2 separate regions of the Mus musculus genome follow, and region 2 is linked to region 1. Evidence: chromatin contacts called from public Hi-C data. All regions are on one chromosome and are shown on one strand. Each heading gives the region's core, a stretch centred on a gene start, on an enhancer-like site or on the middle of the called end of the contact. The rest is flanking DNA. Distances are from core to core; before and after follow the strand shown. Region 1 overlaps Zfp704 (zinc finger protein 704). Region 2 overlaps Pag1 (phosphoprotein associated with glycosphingolipid microdomains 1).

Region 1 (6,503 bases), core at 3,752-6,251:
ACCTCTTACTCCTCACTCTCGCCCTCTCTCTCCCCTTTGTCTTCTCTCCTCTCCTCTCTCCCTCTTACTCTTTCTCTCTAGTCTTCTCTCTCTCTCTCTCTCTCTCTCTCTCTCTCTCTCTCTCTCTCCCCCCTACCTTCTCTCTTTCCCCCTGCCTTTCTATAATAAAGCTCTAAAACCATAGAGAGTCTCTGCTCATCAAGATCCGCTGCACACTCTGGTCAGTGTTGGGAACCTCTTCCCTCTCCCTCTCTCCTATAACCCCGGGGGCTTTAGCAGATAGGGCTGCCCCTTGGCCACCCCCTGAGTGGGTCAGAGGCTTGAATGCCCACCCAGGGATGAGTGGAAGGTAAATAGCAGCCCTCCCACACCTGACAGACCAGAGAATAGGTAAACCTCTGGTGGGGTGTGGGTTTTCCCTTCCCCCTCCCCCCCCAAGGCCCCTTATTAATTCCAGACTGTCCATGTACTTTTTTCTTTCATTATTAAAAGTAAAGAGCATGGCTGTGCAAGTATCTTTATGTATTTATAAATTTTATAGGAAAATTTTCTGAAGAGAATTGCTGAATCAAACAACCTAGTTTTGGCAGTGGACAAGCAGAGAATATCCTCACACTGTGGGCATCACCATGTATCACACTCTTAATAAAAGGAACACATTTGCTCTCCTCCTAGTCAGACACATGTAGGGTACTGTACGGCCCTCCATGGGCATCAGTCCTACGACTTTAAAGATCAAAACAGTATGTCCAAAGCTCGAAGATGCATGGGCCTAGAGGGCTCATTTATTTCATATATAACAAAGTACACACATATACAAAGAGACACATACAATTTAAGTAATAATATCATAAGTTTTTTTTTACTTTAAAAACAGGAAAATTCAAATAATAAAGTTGGCTTTTTTGCTTATGCGATTCACAAAAATGATAGTAATTCTTTCTGCTCTTTGGATTGTTTCACTTTGGTCTGCGGGTGGCACGTTGGTTTTAGTTTGTGTGGCTTGGTATTTTGAGATAAGGTGTCTAACATTTGGCCCAGGCTGGCCTAGAGCTTGTAATGTCACTCGGGATGACCTTGAACTTCCCATTTCCCTGCCCCCACCTCCCATTTCCCTGCCCCCACCTCCCATTTCCCTGCCCCCACCTCCCATTTCCCTGCCCCCACCTCCCATTTCCCTGCCCCCACCTCCCATTTCCCTGCCCTTACCTCCCATTTCCCTGCCCCCACCTCCCATTTCCCTGCCCCCACCTCCCAAGTGCTAGAACTTCGTGTCTGCACCACCACACCTAGTTTCTGTGCTGCTAGGACTCGAACCCATGGCCTTGAGTGTGGAAGACTGAGCACACTACCACCCAAGCCACATCCCCAGCTCTTCTTTATGCTTTCTAACATGAGAGGTTAAGTAGAATTCTTAAATACCATTGATAGGAGCAAAGTTTAGAAGGTTAACCTGGAATCATGAAGCAAAATCTGTGTATAATAAATACAGCAAGTCTACATTTAAGTAAACAAATAAAAACACACAAAAATGTTAACCACAGAAATGCTTATAATCTTTTTAAAAGTTATGTAAATAGTTATCAATAGATTATCAGTCAAACATGACAAGTAAATGCAGGGAGAAAAACAATATACCGACCATGAAAAGGATTACAGGTGATTTTATGTATGCTTAGAGGAGAGGAGTGTGTATAGGCAGCGATGGAAATCATTTTGAAAGGACTCTTTAAATGTTAACAATGTGCTCATTGGTAACATGCTTGTACAGGCCAAGTTTTCTATCTTGTTTACAGTTTTCAGTATCAACACACAATGTGGTATTTTAAAACTTGTACTAACCTACAATGAAAAAAACACATTTTTATATTTACTAAGACTCTAACATTTACACAATATCTTTTTTCTACTAGTTTTCCATGATTAATGTATATGTACTTCTTAAAGGAACAATAAATTACTTCAAATAATGAGCCCACTGGCAGTGTGAGGCCCACTGGCCATTAGCATCCCTTAGTTATCTGGTCCTCCGGCCCCTCCTTCCTGAGTTCCTCCATACACATCACACATATTACCCAGGGTAATTTCTTGCAAGGGAACAAAGCTTCAGTTCTATGAAAATACTGCCAATTACCAATTACCAACTGACAAATAAAACTCAGGCTCTTTACTCCAATGAGCAGCTTCTGTTGTTCTAAAGAAAATAATCAGCACATGTATAATAGAATGCATTTGGAGAAATCGCAACTTTTTAAACAAAACTTCACAGCATCTGTTTAAGTGTTAGATGCCTATAATAATGTCCTCAGGTTGGCACATCAGTCTTCCTTAATTTAAAAAAAAAAAAAAAAACACCTGGATTCTGGAGCAATGATACCCACACGAGTCACCAAGGAGGACGCTGCCAACATTGCCCACGTCCTTGACCCACCCATTCTGAGACACGTTCCCCCGAAATTTATAGAACTGAGAAGGCAAGAAGTGTGTGTCAACACTGCCTTGAAGTGATATTACTCACCCACCCAGTCAGATGGGAGGCGCTGGCTCGAGAGCAAGTGATTTCCAGGAATAATTTGAAGAAAGCTAGTTGCCTTCTGAGGCTTTCTGAATAATAAAATGTATTACAGGAATTCTGATACATGGCATGCAGGATAGGCCACAAGGAAAACACGGCTGAGACCAGGCAATGAAGGCACCTGAGTGGGTCCCCTAGCAAGCCTTTAGGTCCTCATCTTGCTCCAGAACGCCACAAGGACTCTTTCAAACTTCTTACAGAGAGCTCTGCCTATCTCCAATTACAGGTTATACATTTGGATTTATTTCTAAAACTTTCTTTCCTAACACACGCAGTTTATATGTTTGGTATCTAAAGATGATATATCACACACTGTGTGGCAGCCGTTATCAGCCTAAAGATTGAAAAATGTGTCACAAAAGGCTTCCACTAACAATAGGAACAGTGGAGTCTGTTGTTTTAAAAATATTACTGCCTGGCCAGGGAGATGGCTCAGCAGTTAAGAGCACTTAACTGCTCCTGCAGTAGACCCAGGCTTGGAGCCCCATGCCAGCATAGAAGTTAACAACTGTCTTTAACTCCACTTCCTCCTTCTGTTCTTCACAGGCTCCAGACATTCATCATACAACATTCAAGCAAAAACACTCATACACACGAGGGGGGGGGGGGGGAGCGGAGAGGGAGGGGGAGGAAAACACATAAGACTCTAAGACTTATCAGTCTTTTTTTTTAAGATTTATTTATTATATGTAAGTACACTGTAGCTGACTTCAGATGCACCAGAAGAGGAGGGCAGGGTGTCAGATCTCTCATTATCGGTGGTTGTGAGCCACCATGTGGTTGCTGGGATTTGAACTCAGGACCTTCAGAAATGCAGTCAGTGCTTTTAACCGCTAAGCCATCTTCCCAGCTCAAGTTATCAGTCTTGAAAGAATGGATAAAAGCTACTTCTAAAAATAGTTAACAGTCCTCTATTCTCTTACTTTAAATTCTTTTAATTTTATGCTGCATACACAGAAAAATAAGTCAGATTGCAAATCTACCCAGTTCTAATGAATATCTGCAGAAAAACCACTTTAAAACCAACTGCTTCCAAACTAGCTCTTACTTCAAGTAATTGTTTGGCCCTCTGAATTCTGTTGTGTGCTGCACATGGAGACAGCATAACTGACTTATGACAACCAGTCTGGTTTGGTCCAGCGTCCACAGGGTTAGAAATCAAATTGAGGGGTGGGGCCGGAAGCCTGGTCTGGTCTGGAGTCATATACTCCACTCTCTCCTTAATTAGTGTTGCAAGTTCCCAGTTTCCTATCACGTGGGCTCACTTTACTATCCCGACAGTTTACTACCCAGCAAAGCATGACTTGGCTTGCTCTCTCAGAGATTAGTCAGCAACATACTTAGGACGGGAAGCTATCACACCGCTTTCTAGTGCAGAATTCTTGGCTAAGTTTCAGGCCTTCTATTAACATTATGTAAGTGAAAACACACAACTTGGTTTTTTGGGTTTTTTTTTTTTTAAGTTCCTTTTAGAAAAGCCTTGAAGGAAGAAAGGAAGAAAGGAAGAAAGGAAGAAAGGAAGAAAGGAAGAAAGAAAGAAAGAAAGAAAGAAAGAATGAATTAATTCAGTAAAGTCCATTCAAGCTCAGCCACCTTGATCTGTTTCACTTTCCCAGGCAACTGTAAGGACAAAGGAGAAATTGGTCTTAGAGGCCAACCCTGTTTGACTCTAGAATGCACAAATTTGACTTTGCCACATTAAACAGATGTTCTGCTTGCCTTAACGTGCTGTTTAAATGGACCAGCCACAGGCACTCGTGTGGTAGCCTTATGCACTTGGCCTTCAGAACAGGTCTAGAATGTAGTTACCTCCCATCACTGCCGCAGTCAGCACTCAGTCCTGCAGCCAGTGTCCTGCCTGGTTACACATGCTGTCCCCTGTCACCGTTCTCCTTGCTCAGAGCACTCGCTGCTACCACCTCCCTCCCTCCACGCCTATCCCAGTTTCAGTCCTGTGAAACTAACTTATCCAACCTTCCATCTCCCCACCCCCACCGCTGCTGTAGTTAGGAGCTATACGGTCACACAAAGGCCCATACCTAAAAGGCGCTGCGGAGATGGGGTGTCATGAAAGGCCTTCACTGGAGGCAAGCCTCTGATGGTCAAACTGGTCCCTGGGTCTGTTTCCTGCTGCCTCTTGCCCATTCCTGCCTGATATGAAAAGGCTCCTCTGCCATACATGCCACAGTGTTTCAAACAAGAGGATGGACTGATGATATCACCACAGCTGGAAGCAAATCTCCTCCCTCAGCCCGGAAAGCTCGCAGCCTGGAGGCTATGGCAGGAAAACTCGAGTTCTAGGCAAAGCTGGATAACACAGCAAGAGAGCTGTTTTAAAGAAAGGAGCCTGACTCTCTTGAGGCGCTCTGTTACAGTAATGGTAAGTTGGCCAACAGACTGTGCCATCGCCACCAGCCTGACCACAAAGCCACAGAACTGCGTGGACTTGGAACTTACGGCAGGCTGCTTCCTGGTCCTCTGTCCTTACATCTCCCCAGGGGATATCAGCCCTGATGCCTGTTTAAAATTGCAATCCTCCGTTCTCAGTTACATACCCAATTCCGCTCTGTCCTGTGGACTATCGTGGTTTCACAGGTAGCAGCCTGGGGTCTGAGCTGCTGCTGTCAGAACACTAGCTCTGTGCGGAGGACAGTAGGTATACTTAGCTTTAGGGGCGGATGCTATCCTAGAACTAGAAGAATGTCTGAAGCAGGGCCATCGTTGCTACGGGATAAGCACACAGGGTTCCGGGTGACTGCAGTGTCACACAGAAGCCCACCTATAAAAGGCCACAACAGGCAGATTCCGAGTTCATGCAGCTGACAAGTGTAAGGTCCCAGAACTCTTCCATCTCAAAGCAACATCCGAGGCTGCCTAGTGTGAAAGAGTGCGCTCTGTGCATCACATGAGAGTCAGATGGCCACCATCTTCTGTAGCTTCATTTTATGGAGGGCTCATCTTTGGGGCTGCAGCCCTTTTTTAAAATAAGAGCTATATAAAGTACAGGTTTTTGGTTGTTAAACTACAGTATTCTCAACCTTCTTTCCACAAGTCCCAGCAGGTTAGTCCAGAACAAACCTTTAGGGAATTATTAAGGCAGAATTTCAGAACGAGTCACAGTTAAGATAATAAAAACTTCAAAGCCCTGGAGGTAATGATCCCACCGTCCAGTGTGCGATGCTCAGATGCACAAGGACCAGCTGGGTCACAGGTCTGATCCCCGCCTCTTCTGCCCACCTGTCTGGGGTTAACAGTAAATCGGACCCATCCATTCCCCAAATGTGTTCCAACATTTGCAATCAATAAAGTTAATGATAATGAAAGCCACCTGTATGTTTATATTTGTAAGATAGGGCTACTTTATGCCCTACCTGAAGGTTTAGATTTTGTGTAGATGTCTTTCTGAAGAAAGAGAGGCCACTGTTTTACTGAGGGGCAGCTAGTCTACAAAGAACTGTCCACAGACTATATAGAGCTTTGCTGGCAGACAGGCCATTTCTAAGGAGCTGGGACCCAGTCATTTCTTCTCTCAGAGCCTGCAGAACTATCTGTGGACCACAAGCTTACACAGCCCCTGGGAGAATCACTGTCTCCCCAGGGTACTTTCTACTCACTGGCTGCCAGTCTCTGAACTCCTCTGTGGGGTCAGTTCAATCCTGGCCATGAATACAGACAGAGAGAAAATGTGTGAGAACTGAGGGAGGAGCCAGTTTCAAAAGCCAAAAGCACTTGCAGCTGAGCATAGAACAAGACTCACCTTTAGACATGAGCTTTTCCTAACCAAAACGCACATTTCAGAGCAGCGGTTAGACTACACGCTGACAAATATACTACTTCTTTTGTTTTGTTTGGGTTTTATTTTTATTTTTTGCTTTTTTGGGGGGTGGGGGGCACCACATGAGTCAAGGTTTCTCTGTGTAGTTGTGGC
Region 2 (6,604 bases), core at 1,748-4,247, 130 kb after region 1:
AGATAAACTCAAGTGTTGAGAGTGGGGACCACTTTCTCCAATGGAGAATGGCTGAACTTATTTCCTAAGTATGGTTCTGGTCTCTCAGGCACTGGGGGTCTCCCAGGACTGCAGGCAGCGCATCTCACCAGGTGGTTACAGATGGGCTACGGGTACACTGTGTTTTCCTAGCTCAAGGGGAATGGAGACCACAGATTATTGTGTGGGTCAGAACAGAGCCCAGCAGGGATCAATGCCATCCCTAAAACACAGGTGGTGACAAACAAACAGCAAAGTGTCCCGACAGGAAGAGATTTAAACATGGTCAACACAGCATTTAATGCTATACATTCCCGAGCCTATTTCCGAGCTTTATTGAAACGATCATCTACTGAATAATTGCTTTGCAAACCTTTCCTACTTTCAGAGATGCACAGACACTTGGGAGAACTGATTTTGTTCCTCTGGGCTGATGGTGCTGTGTGGACTGCCTGGAACAACATGGCAGGCAGAGTCCTCACAGGGCAGAAGACAGCAGCTGCTTCTGGATGTGTTCTGTCTAACATGTCGGACCCTACCCTCTTCATGTTAATGGCTTCTGCTGCCCAAGACACAGCCCAGGTCTCAGGATATCACAGGGAAATTCTGATGCAACCTGTACAGGAGTCTTGGGTCGCTGGCTTCACAATCTTACTGACTCTGATGGGAAATCAAATAATAACAGATAATAAGTAGCCCTTGAAGTGCAGCAGTGCGCCAGTGTCCGGGAAGTCTGCTCTTTGGGCCAATACTGCTCGCATCTGCTGCTATAAAGTGACTTGAAGTGTTTGTGCTTTGCCAGGACCCTGAGATGCTCATATTGGAGAAACAGTGTCCTTAGGGGACAGAGAGGGGGACCAAGGGAAGGCTTCCTGCATAGCACGCCACTGCCAAGCTTCTATAATCTCTGTCTGAACTGCTCTTTCCCATCTTAGCCCCCATGAGAAACAAGTCAGCAAACTGGGAGTGGTCTAGGGAAGTCAGGAGCTCAGTGGGCAGCTGTGTGCAGGCCTCACTGGCACTGTCAGCAGGCATCCTGTGGATACAGTCTGTCCTGGAGGTGTGTGGAGGAGATCCTATGTGGGGAAGAGAATGAAGAGGCGGCACTCTCCCTGCCCGCAAAGGCTGCTGTCCTCAGGCAGAATAACGGGGATGAAAGATCGAGAATGACCGGCGTTCATGTGGATGCCCATATCAGAGTGACCGGCAAAGCTTGGTCCCACCCCTGAACACTGGCTTCATACAGTACTCAGGTTGAGCTGCCAGGTCTCGCCATTCCTGAGAGCACTAGGAGGAAGTGAGGCTCGAGTTGAGTTCAGCCACAACCTCCTGTCCACCTGACTGAGGAAGGTGGGCTCTGAAGAAAGACAGGGCCTATCTGTCCACCCCCCATTCCTCCCCTACCCTGTGCAAGCACTGGGGAGCATAGAGACACTGGGAACAAGGAGTGAGACAAGATAAGAGGTGAAAATAGCAGGAGAACATCAGTCAGGGCAGGAGAGATGCTGAGGTCCGGGGTGGCTGTGATGGGTGGTCTCAGACAAAGGAAGAGAGCCCTGGCTGGGGTCCAGGAGGAGCTTCCTGTCTGCTTGGGCTACAGGCACACTGGGAAGTGGGGGTTCAGGCAGCCTGGTACCTCACGCATGTGCTCTGAACATGCTTGCTGGGTGCAAACAGCCCAGGCCCCCCAGAGTTTAAATGCATATGTGCTTCCTGGCTGGGAGCAGGAAGCGCCCTCTCTCCTAGACCTGCCCTGGGGCCCAGCGGGAGCTCAACCCAGCCCTGCAGACACAGCTGCTGAGGCTGCTGCCACTTAAGGGCACAACAAAAGGTCACCACCCAGGTGGACAGCTCTCTCCTTGAGACTGCTGGGTCTCTCAGGATCCCATCAAATGCTGACGATCCGATAACGCACCAAGGCCAAGCTATGCTGTGGGCTCCAGGCCCCGATGAATGGCTGCAGCGCCACCCAAATGCATGCCAAAATCTCAGTCCCTAGTGCCACAGCCTAACCTCATCTGAAAGCAGGGCTATTTCAGATGGCACTAGTTAGGACTGAAGTCAGAGAGGTACAGTTGCTATCTTGGCTTCAAGACATACATTCAGAGAGGGAAGGTGACAGCAAGGACTAGGTGGGTGTGCACTAAGGAGCTGAGTTTGGGAACAGATCTAGCTCTGGAAGGGGCTCGTGTGACAACACTGAATGCTGGACTCTGCTCTCCAGAGCAGAGAGACAAGAAATCTTAGATGAATTGTCTAGTTGTTCCTTGTGACAGCCCTCCCAGACCAGGAGGGGCATGAAGACATCTCTGCAGAAGCTACCCTGAACACTGGTCAAGCCAGGCTCCCAGCCGTACATACAGTATACAGAAAGCCACAGCTAATATCCATTTACGTCCCCATGCCAGCTTCAGTTGTGTCGAAAGCCAGTAGCGCCATGCCTGGAGAGGTGTACTCGGACAGACAGACAGCCACACCGAGGCTTACCACATTCATCAGGTTCTCATGGTCCCCGCTATGCTGCCGTGGCTTCTTCTCTCTGAAAGGGAGAAGAAAATACCATTCTGATGTCAAATGTGTCCCTTAAAGTGAAGTGGACACCATACTTCCCTAGCCTAACATTTATCAGCTCCGCCTCTCTGGTTTTATTAACCAGGTTAATAAAACTAGATCAGAAAAAGTCCTGACCTACAGCAAAGGCTGAGCCCGCTTCTGGCACACCCCTTCCCAGAGGGTCAAGTTCACTACGGGAGACAGCGGGCTGCAAGCAGGATCTGTCTGTGCCTGGAACACTCAGATGACAGACACTGCCTTTATTCTTTAGCAAATCCTAACAATGACCTCATCTTCTCCCTTAAGAGTCTGTGAAGTCACGTGCCGTAAGGGATGAGAGAAAATATGGGAGATACTACTTTGGCACATCAGGGAGGTGACATTCTCTCAGGATGAGTCATAGGTACTTCCAGTCTACGGAAAAGTCTGCCTAGTAAAAACAGAATGTGTTTTACACAGAACAGGCTAAAGAAAGCCATTGGTTGTAAAGACCACATTTCTATCTGTGGCGAGAAGAGGGTGACACCTAGCGGGAGAGTGAGTCATTACAGTAGCAGATTCTTGAAGTTTTGGGGAGCCAAGTCTAGTGTCTCTAGGCTTGTCCTGTCCTTCAAGACCTGAGTCCTTGCTTGGCAGGGACTAGGAGAGGCTGCAGAGGCCAGAGGGCATGGGTTTCTCTTTTTGACAGATTTTAGAATGGGATCCAAATCGAGAGAGTTGAGTATGGAGCTGGCTAAGCTGGTTCCCACTGGCTCCCAGCTAGACCAGAAGGCTGCACCCTGCATCATCTCTGACAGTTCTGGGCATCCGTCTTGGTTACAAAGAACTTCACTTCTCCCTGAGCCAAGGGAGACAAGTATAATGCTGAAAAAAAGAGAAAAAAGGCTTCCATTTTCAGTGAGCCTCTCTTGTAGGAAATACAAGCCTATGTCTTCCTAAAGGGCAGTTTATCACACACAGTTTTACTAATATGTGAGCTCTCCAGGCCACGCAATAGTGAGCACCCTCAGTGACTTCCCACTGTGGCAACAGGATGTAGTACCTCACACTTAGATTTCAGTATGCCCATGGCCAAAGACAGCACACAAAGACTGTGCTCAAAGAATTGCAGAATTCATTCCAGACATTTAGATAGGAAGGGCTCTTTGCTTTGCCCTCCAGGAAGATCAATAAGCATTTTCAATTGACGAATGAAGAATGCCCTTTGTGACCAACCCATGAATGTGGGCCAGGGAGGCTCTTAATAAAGAGGCTCCGTGGGACACAGGGAAAACAGCAGGTTTAGGCTCTAGAACATGCATGTTTGTTCTAACCTGTCGCAAGTGGAACACAGGAGGACGAGGAAGGTGATGAGGAAGAACATGGCCACGGCAGCCAGACTTCCCCACAGGACCATCTGCATCTGCATCTGCCCACTGCTCAGTACGCTTCCTGCAGGGCCCATGGTGGGAGCTGGGGTGACCAGCAGGTGGGGTCAGTTCTTCATAGGAGATCACATGGGTCTAGAAGGCTTCATCCTCCTGCAGAGAGAACGACACTACACGTTCAGAATCCCTTCCCGGGAAAGGCTGAGCAGTCCCGATATCAAGATCCCAAACCAGAAAGAACCCTGACCTGATTGCTGAGTGCTGCTGTGGTGCTGTCAGAAGCTTGAAATGCATGTGTGCTGAAACCATGTAAAATTACGGTTGTGTACGAGGAGACTCCGACAGCCACAGGAATGCCACGCTCACACCTGTGTCTTCTCTCCAGGTTAGCTACCTCTATTTCAGAATCTGAAAGGTCTCTAGCAGCACTTCACATAAGAAACACAGAGCCTCCCTGTCAGGAGCAAGGCCTCACAGCCGCCAGGGCGATGTTCACAGAAGGTAGGCGTGCCTGGAACCTGGCTGGCTCTCTTCAAGTCTGTGCTGTGATGTTTGATTTCCTCACATGGGATTTGACTGGGGATGCACCAGTGTGTAGCAGAGCATCCAAAGCAGTGGGTAGTTTATCATCTTAGTATGAGGAGTCAATAAAGACTTCCAGCACCCCAAAGCAAGCAAAATATGCTTGTTTGCGTTAATACGCCTTAGCCAAGGCAGTATGAAATGTTTGCTACACATGTGTATGTGCGTACGTAATTCCTAACTTTCAATTTTAAATTCATTTTTATTTATATAGGCGTTTGTGTGTGCGCGCGCATACATATGTATGTGCCCCATGGGACAACTGTGGAGGCTGTCAGGCGTGGTGGTGAGCATCTTTACATCTCAGCCATCTCACTGGTTTCCTAGACACATATTTTGCAAAATAGCAATTTCCTTCCCGTGCCTCTGTTTATCCCCGTAGCTCCTCAAGCCCTTTTCCTTAGAGCTAGAGATTAACCAGTGTCTATCTGTCTGTCTGTCTACACGCCCACAGACTGCTGCCCACTTAGAGTGTGGCTTCACTTTCAAGGAGGAGCTTTCACTGAGCTGATATTGGGTACCCAGCAAATTCACCTTCAGAGGAAAGGCTTGTGCTGAGGACACGACCTTAGCAGAGGGCAAGACCAATGTGTAAGGAACCACAGAGCAGGCATAAGACCCGCACTTAGTTCCCAGCCGCCACTGACTGCTCTCGCAGTTACTGCTCCCCGCTCCAGGGGAAGCACTGACCACCTCCACTTGGACCCGGTCTCCACGCAGCCATGTTCTCCTCCACGTGGACCATCCCTCTGTTCCCGCCATCATGCTGCTGACAGTGCTCAGGCTAGTGCTCCTTATTTGTTATTTTGTAATTTGTAAACACTGTCAAATATTTCCATATTAGAGACATACGGAGAATAGAGGAGCATACCAGGCTAACATTAGCTGTGGTAAGAGAGGCCTTATTTAAACTACACCCATTTGGTTAGCTCCAGAACATTCTAATTAAGAGGAACAGCCTGAAGTTTATGCTCAAGCAAGCAGAAAAGGAAGAAAACATGACTTCTGTGTTAGGCTAATGAATCATAACTAAATTTTTCTTGCAGAAAGACCACGAATTTTTACATTTTCACTTGGTTCAGTGATATTACTGTAGTAACGTGGCCGTCTGAGAGTGCGCACGTGCTGGCACCTGTAGGGCATCTCAGCGACAAACCAGATGTAACCAAAGAGGGTAAGTCGAAGCCACTGCAACAGAGGCAGAATGCTCTATTAAACATCTACCTGCAAATTCAAGGAAGCCCATAGCCGAGGTAGAGTACAGCCGAGGAGACCCGACCGCCCTGTCTGCCAGTGCGCATGGATACCCCTCTAACGCTATAATGCTTTGGGGTTTCTTGGGTAATATGGAACTTCCCCTGGTTATATATTATGTCTGCAAACACAACAGGGTCAGTGTGACACACAGACAAATTGCTTCTGCATGGGTAAGTAACCACCACATTTCAGGAGACAAAGAACAATTCACTTTAAACCGTGCCCGCAGTGACAGGTTTCTAAAATACACATGGGAGAGCATTTAAGTCACAGTGACCTCTGATATAATTTTGTGTAGCTGCAAATCATGAAACACTTTCAGAAACACAGACAAAGGATCCATCTCTTGTACACACACAGTTTTGTTTCTTCATCCACACCCTGATTAATCAATGTGATTTATAAAGAGCAAACTTTGTAGATGATAGCTGCTGTGGAATTGCTCGGGGCAGAGCAGCGGGTGCACCAGGAGCCTGCACGCAGGGCTCTCCAGGGCTCCCTCCACTTCTGAACGCGTCTCATCTTTCCTCTTTCTTGTTCTCTTAACAGGAGGCGGCTGCTGGAATAGGTGAAGTGTGGGGGGTACCAGCCTAGCATGACAGTCCAGGGAGGGAGGATGAAAGGGGGACACTCAGAGCTACTGAATAAAAGATGGAACTTACAGCTTACCCCCTTCAATTAGAACTTCATGAAAAGCCACTGAAAGAAATCCTCCCCAGCTCTTGCCCTGTACAAAAATCTCATAATGAGAAGAGTAATTGTCTGGTTCACTTCGGGGAGCCAGGGTAAAACCTCAGGCTCAGCCACAGACGGCTTCCACCCCAGTG

The links. Hi-C and Micro-C count contacts between places; a contact is called where the count stands out from the background.
Region 2: a contact with region 1 is called in a Hi-C map of uterus, with 4 times the contacts expected there. The contact joins two enhancer-like sites. A contact is called at or near these places in 1 of 15 datasets of contacts at CTCF or cohesin (large pre-B cells), 5 of 484 Hi-C or Micro-C datasets (Sertoli cells, cortical neurons, induced germline stem cells and 2 more) and 3 of 9 other capture datasets (bone marrow-derived macrophages, embryonic stem cells and pancreatic islet).

Annotation. Positions count from the first base shown.
Region 1 is chr3:9,569,965-9,576,467 of GRCm38.p6, forward strand. All of the region lies in intron 1 of Zfp704 (zinc finger protein 704), which reads right to left. Among named protein-coding and RNA genes, the nearest start is that of Zfp704, 37 kb to the right of the region's middle. Within about 2 kb of position 5,002, at least 105 of the 459 cell types and tissues checked have an H3K27ac peak or open chromatin away from gene starts, as enhancers often do. A contact at or near this core is called in bone marrow-derived macrophages and uterus, where this site is marked.
Region 2 is chr3:9,702,199-9,708,802 of GRCm38.p6, forward strand. Pag1 (phosphoprotein associated with glycosphingolipid microdomains 1) reads right to left here. Exons shown (of 9, transcript NM_001195031.1): 4 at 3,885-4,091; 5 at 2,506-2,557. The coding sequence starts at 4,015. Among named protein-coding and RNA genes, the nearest start is that of Gm33169, 42 kb to the left of the region's middle. Within about 2 kb of position 2,998, at least 124 of the 459 cell types and tissues checked have an H3K27ac peak or open chromatin away from gene starts, as enhancers often do. A contact at or near this core is called in bone marrow-derived macrophages and uterus, where this site is marked.